2 separate regions of the Mus musculus genome follow, and region 2 is linked to region 1. The links are chromatin contacts, called in public Hi-C maps. All regions are on one chromosome and are shown on one strand. Each heading gives the region's core, a stretch centred on a gene start, on an enhancer-like site or on the middle of the called end of the contact. The rest is flanking DNA. Distances are from core to core; before and after follow the strand shown. Region 1 overlaps Gm30524 (a long non-coding RNA gene). Region 2 overlaps Pde3a (phosphodiesterase 3A, cGMP inhibited).

The links. Hi-C and Micro-C count contacts between places; a contact is called where the count stands out from the background.
Region 2: a contact with region 1 is called in a Hi-C map of uterus, with 5 times the contacts expected there. The contact joins two enhancer-like sites.

What each region holds. Positions count from the first base shown.
Region 1 is chr6:141,040,706-141,043,813 of GRCm38.p6, forward strand. Gm30524 (a long non-coding RNA gene) reads left to right here. Exons shown (of 4, transcript XR_869563.2): 3 at 1,324-1,458; 4 at 1,589-3,108. Among named protein-coding and RNA genes, the nearest start is that of Gm30524, 87 kb to the left of the region's middle. Within about 2 kb of position 1,401, at least 40 of the 459 cell types and tissues checked have an H3K27ac peak or open chromatin away from gene starts, as enhancers often do. A contact at or near this core is called in uterus, where this site is marked.
Region 2 is chr6:141,380,140-141,383,192 of GRCm38.p6, forward strand. All of the region lies in intron 1 of Pde3a (phosphodiesterase 3A, cGMP inhibited), which reads left to right. Among named protein-coding and RNA genes, the nearest start is that of Gm10400, 41 kb to the left of the region's middle. Within about 2 kb of position 1,597, at least 53 of the 459 cell types and tissues checked have an H3K27ac peak or open chromatin away from gene starts, as enhancers often do. A contact at or near this core is called in uterus, where this site is marked.

The DNA of each region.
Region 1 (3,108 bases), core at 151-2,650:
CCCCTGTGCCCATATCTTCGAGGCTTTTCCCCACTTTCTCCTCTATAAGTTTCAGTGTCTCTGGTTTTATGTGAAGTTCCTTGATCCACTTAGATTTGACCTTAGTACAAGTAGATAGGAATGGATCAATTCTCATTCTTCTACATGATAACAACCAGTTGTGCCAGCACCATTTGTTGAAAATGCTGTCTTTCTTCCACTGAATGGTTTTAGCTCACTTGTCGAAGATCAAGTGACCATAGGTGTGTGGGTTCATTTCTGGGTCTTCAATTCTATTCCATTGGTCTACTTGTCTGTCTCTATACCAGTACCATGCAGTTTTTATAACAATTGCTCTGTAGTAAAGCTTTAGGCCAGGCATGGTGATTCCACCAGAGGTACTTTTATCCTTGAGAAGAGTTTTTGCTATCCTAGGTTTTTTGTTATTCCAGATGAATTCGCAGATTGCTCTTTCTAATTCGTTGAAGAATTGAGTTGGAATTTTGATGGGGTTTGCATTGAATCTGTAGATTGCTTTTGGCAAGATAAGCTCAATATTTTTTAATTTTACATCTACTTATTTTCACACACACACACACACACACACACACACACACACACACACACACACACACGAGGTGCCACAGTACGTGTTACAGGAGTCAGTTCTCTCATTTTGCCATGTGAGTTGAACTCAGGCCATCAGTCTTGGTAGCTAACACCCACTGATCCATCCGTCTCACTGGACCCAAGCTCTGTTAACTTCTGATGGGTGTCACAGGGCTGAATGGGAGTTTAGTCACGGACATCCAGGCGTCTGTCCTCCTTCAGTGTGTTTTCCTCTGATGCTGGCTGGGCATTGGATACAATCACTGTTTGTAGGGAAGGAGGATGGCCTGGAGCCTGCACTGTTCGGTTTTCTGGTCTGGTTTTCCGCTGTCACCCACACCCACATCAGTAGCTGAGCAATCTGTATCTTATCAGTACAGCTATGCAGCTTATCTGAGGACAGCCAGAGAGTGAGGAGAGCATTGCCAGGAAAAAAAAATTATACTTTTAGATTAATTCTCTCTTGGAAAACAAAAACAAAACAACAGAAGTTCATTATTCACAGCCAGGGAATCCAAATTCCAGAAATTTGGCCATACTGGGCGGGGAAATGGGGTGTGGGTGGGGGAGGCAGGTTTTAGCTTCCACTGACCTACTCTGGGAATGTCCTCAGTAGAGTTGCTTCTGGGAGAGACAGATTTTCGCTAGACATGTGTTACATTTAACATGGTGAAAACAGGGTGTAAACCTTTGTATCCTATTCTTCCTGCTGGATGCACTCCTTTTGTTTTGAAGGAGTAAATGCTAACAGTTACCACACAGCTGCTTGTGCAAACTATAGACGATAGAGTCTGGAGTTCGGCAGACCAGCCAAAACGCCACGGTTGCCTCCTGATGACCTACATCTGCTCTCTGCCTGGAGCCAATAATGTGAGTGAGTCAGAGATAAACATGCCTCTTCGGTCAACAGCAGCCCCTTTCCCTTCATTTTAGGGATGGCTGGGACGTTAGCGCTAAGACAGTGTAATAAATATGTATTTTTTTCTTTCGTTGCCTAAAGGCAAGCAGTATTTTCATCACGAAGCATCTAGAGAGAAAAGATTTCACAACTTCCTAGAGCACATTCAAGCTCCCACTGTGTCCTCTGGCGCCATCGATAAATCCCTCTTATTCGTCTGACTTCAGCCTGCGCACCACAGAGGTGGGTATAACTCTCCCTCCCTGCCCTTCGTGTTGTAACTGACTGTGAAGTCACAGCTGGCATGGGGTTTCCAAAAGCATCACAGCCCAGCAAAATGGCTGGGAGAGTAGACCCTTGCTGCCAAGCTAGATGACCTGAGTTTGTTCTCTGGGAACCATGTGATGAAAGAAAATATAAAACTGACTACTAAGGGTTGTTCTCTGACCACCACATGCATACTGTGGTACACATGTGTGCACACATTCGCAGAGTAAGTAAATAATTGTAACTAAAATTTGAAATGTAATGACCAGAGGTGTTTCCTCATGCCTGCAATTCAAGCACCCAGGAGGCAGAGGCAGGAGGATTGTTAAGAGGTTAAATTTAGCTTGGGCTTACATACATATTGAGTTTAAGGCACGTCTCGGCAACTTTCTAAGACACTGAAAAAACACTGTGAAAATCATGAAGATGTATTTGCAAATGAGATAAAGAGGGCTAATGCTGGTAACTTAACTGTATGAAAATACTGTTTACATATGTGTTGTCCTCAGATGTGCACAGATAAGCTCTGACATCTGTAAGTACTTAGGCAGAACACAAACGAATGAACAAACAAACAAACAAACAAAAACTACCAGTTTTGTTTTGTTTTTGTTTTGTTAAGAAATTTACTTAGCACTTTAAAATTTTAGCTAGACTTTTAACTGAAACAAAATCTTAAAAAAATTACACATTCTTATTGGACACACTGGGGTAGGTGTACATTGTGTGTTCATTGAATAAGTAAACACATTTGTGCCCTCAAATGCTTGTCATTTCTTGGGACACATTCAAAGTCTCTCTCATAGGTTTTGAGAGTATGGTACATTGTGTCTCTATGTGGTTGCCTGACGTGCAATACCAGAGTGTCTGATTCCTATCTAACTCAGTCCCCACTGATCATCCTTTTCCTCCTCCCTCATGTCCCCAGTCTCCTGTCACTACCATCCCACTCCCGATCTCTATGGCATCCACTGACTTTCTGATATTCTCTGTGAGGGAGCCACACAGTCCCATCTCTCTGTGCCCAACAGTTTCATTTAGCTTAACTGCTTGCGGTTTCATACACGCTGCAAATCACGGGGTTTTATTCTTCTTTTTATGGCCAAACAGAAGTCCATTGTGATTGCTTACCACATTTTCTTTAACTATTCCTCCACTGATAGACATGAAGTTTGTTTCTGTTTGTTGGCTATTGTAGACTTTGCATTGTTTATGCTCCCTGGAGCTGACAGAATACTGCGCTCTTGGACATGCTATAATCATAAGTGTGAACACTGTGGCCAGGAAAAGGTCCAGGCTTAGCTCTTTTCCTCTAAAGTCATAACTTCAGAGAAGCATTCAGAAAATCTGAAACC
Region 2 (3,053 bases), core at 347-2,846, 340 kb after region 1:
TAGGAGTCTCTCGGTTGCAGGGGAGGGAGAGAAGATTTGGCAAGACCAGGAGAATATAAAACAAGAGTAAAGAAGCATAGCTTTGTTTGTTGGTGCAGTCAACTGTAGAAGAGCAACCCTTCTGTCTCTGAAGATGAAAAAGCACTGAAACAGACTCAGGGTCTCTGTTCGTGGTAGAAGAAACCTTGGATGCTGGCATCAATTTAGAACAAAGATAATTACTAATAAAAACGTGAAACAATCATAGCTAACTTTCCTTTCTCCTCTCAACTGGTACAAAAATAATTCCTTGGCATTTCTGTAAGGATGGAGACATTGCAATGTAGTCAACATGTGCAGTTTCGAGCTTCTTATACTTTGGCTTATGCCCGTAGCAGGAATCTTCACCTCTTATGTCCTGGGCCTCTCCCATCTTCCTCTGGCTGCAAGGTCTCTGTGAGCAACTCTGTTGGGTCTCATCTAGAGGCTTTGAGGCTTTCTTTGACCAGCCAGTATTCTTTCTTTCTTATTGAGATGGCTTTGTATTTTTCTTTTTACAAATTACATTTATTTATTGAAAAGGTTCCTACATGTATACAAGGTGTTTTGATCTTAGTTGCTGTTCCCTACCGTCTCTGCCCAAATCCCTCTCTCCCACTAGGAATCACCATCCTTTTCCCCTCCTGTCTTGCCTACATTGAAATTTTCTGAAAGTTCATCTGTGCATAAGTTTCCATACTGTAACCAGGAACTTAAAAGTCACTGGAAAATTGGCATTCATATCAAATGAGTTTGTTGTGATGAAAGCAAGACAACAGAGGGAATTGAATAACGGCCTGTGTACCGAGCCTTCTGGACCTCTAAGCATCTGGAAGAACAGCCTAAGGCTCTGCAGATGATCTAAAACCCACTTAATAGGTTTATAATGAGGCATGTGGTTCTTGTGGGAGTAGAGGCGGCTCAGGAAACGCTATCGTCCACTCTGCTTTTGAAAACATTTAATGCCATTTACTGTAGCACTGTTCTTCAAGTGATTTCATGCTCAGCTTTACTGACTCGTATTTTATGTCAGCTTGAGTTTGTATTAATAGGACGAGATTCGGCACTGCTGCCTCTGAGGCTCTCCGCGAAGCCAGCCGCAGAGCTCTCGAGATGTACTCACATATTAATCTAACTAGGAAACATTTTCTTTGTGTTTTTACCAGGATGGATACGATGGCGGGTGCATAATTAAATACCAAACGTTTGCAAAGATGCATGTTTTACTGTTTTACCCTTTCTGATTAGATAGCCAGGAGGGTTAGCTGAGTGTTTCTAATCTTATATTTGCTGATAATGTTTACATAACCTCATGCTTGTCCCTGCCCTCTCTTTCCTTCTCTTAGTAATGAAAACATTGCTTCTGGCATTAGGCGGGGGCCAGATAAATAGAGGCTGTGAGCACTGTGCAGTATTCCTTTCCATCCCCGTCAGTCCTCCCCTCTCCAACTCTGCCTTTCTTGGCATCTTTCTGTTCTCTGTTTGTCAGAGTTCTCACTGTGACGTAAAGGCCTCGCAGAGAGTGACCCCCGAGGCAAACCTGTAAAACATTATACAACTCGAGTCAAGGCTCCTCTTAGCACTGCAGCTGGCCCAGCACTGACATATGGCAGCAAGCATATTTTAAAAAGAAGACATGGCTTGACAAAGAACATAGTCTCTTGCAGAAAGGTTTACGCTGGCACTCCTTGCTGTTTATAATACCCGATGCCAGGGGCAAGACTCCTTTCCTCCCATTATATCATTATTTTACTGTTTAAGCCCATCACTTCATATGGGAGATGGCTGACTAAAATGTAGAAGCAGACATTTTGTGTTTGTGTGTGTAACTTTAAAGTGAAAAAAGTCTACAGTCACAATATTTTTCAGATTCTACCCGGCCAGCTGGTGGTGTTCTGGCGTCTGATGGGAAGGGAGGGTGTCTGTGAGGACAGACCCATGCTCTAGAGCAGGACTTGAAAAATAGGACATACCTGAGCTATTCCCCCACACTTCAGAGCACCTCTGCTTCCACTCCATTCCTACCTTTGAAACCCAGCATCTGGCTTCATGGAGGATATGGGAGCGTTCTGTGGTTTGAATGGCACGGATAATGGTGGTGAATAGTGCACTATGGTGCACACTTATAGTGGCATTTGGGTTGTTGGCCCTGGATCAGTAGTGACTCCTTGGATCAGAGTCATAGTCAACCACACAGAAGATCTAGAAGCCAACCAGGATTAGTGAATTAGAATCCCATTTACTGCTATAGGGATTCTCTGTTTCCATTTAAACGACTCCTTCTTTTGTGATTGATGTTTTAGTGTTTGAGATGCCGATATGTCCGTTATCTTTCTGGGTCCTGCTGTATCTGTAGTAATTTAATAATGAGACATTGCTCGTTAAGGTACATTGATAGATACAAGCCAATTTACAACTGAGGCCACAGAGGAAGGAAAAGATATCTGACCTCCCTAAACTCATTTTTATGGTAGTGCAACCGGAGCTGGGATTTTAACATCCCACAAACTGATGCTAACAACACATTTGTGAACACTATGATAGAACAAACCGAGTGGAACCCGAGGTGTGCTTTTATAGAAGGAACTGCTGTGAACTCCACAGCTTTGGAATTGATCTGGCTGGGGTGAACAGGAGTGAAGAAATGACAGGCACCCATACAGAGCAGAAGGGATGGTGTGAGCTATGGACTGTGATGGAGACACAGCAGCAGCAGTCAGGAAACTCAGTGCATGTATCAGCTACAGCATCAGGGAGGAGGTGGGGTGAGACGTCTCTGAAGAGATGTGGTCTCAGGTTGTAGTCAACATCCTGGATGAGGAAGCTGCAGTTGATACTGCACACACTGCCTTTAGTGAAAGGTTAATTATTTGTCAGCATCTGTACTCTGAGGGGGGTAGGCATTGTCATTCTGAGCCTGACTCAGGGAAGGCCTGTCCATTTCCATGGGTCAGAGACATTGGTGTCCTTATCATGGCCATGTTCTTGTTAGTAATACACATTCATTCAAGACCTTTTAGCTCCCCACAAAGAAC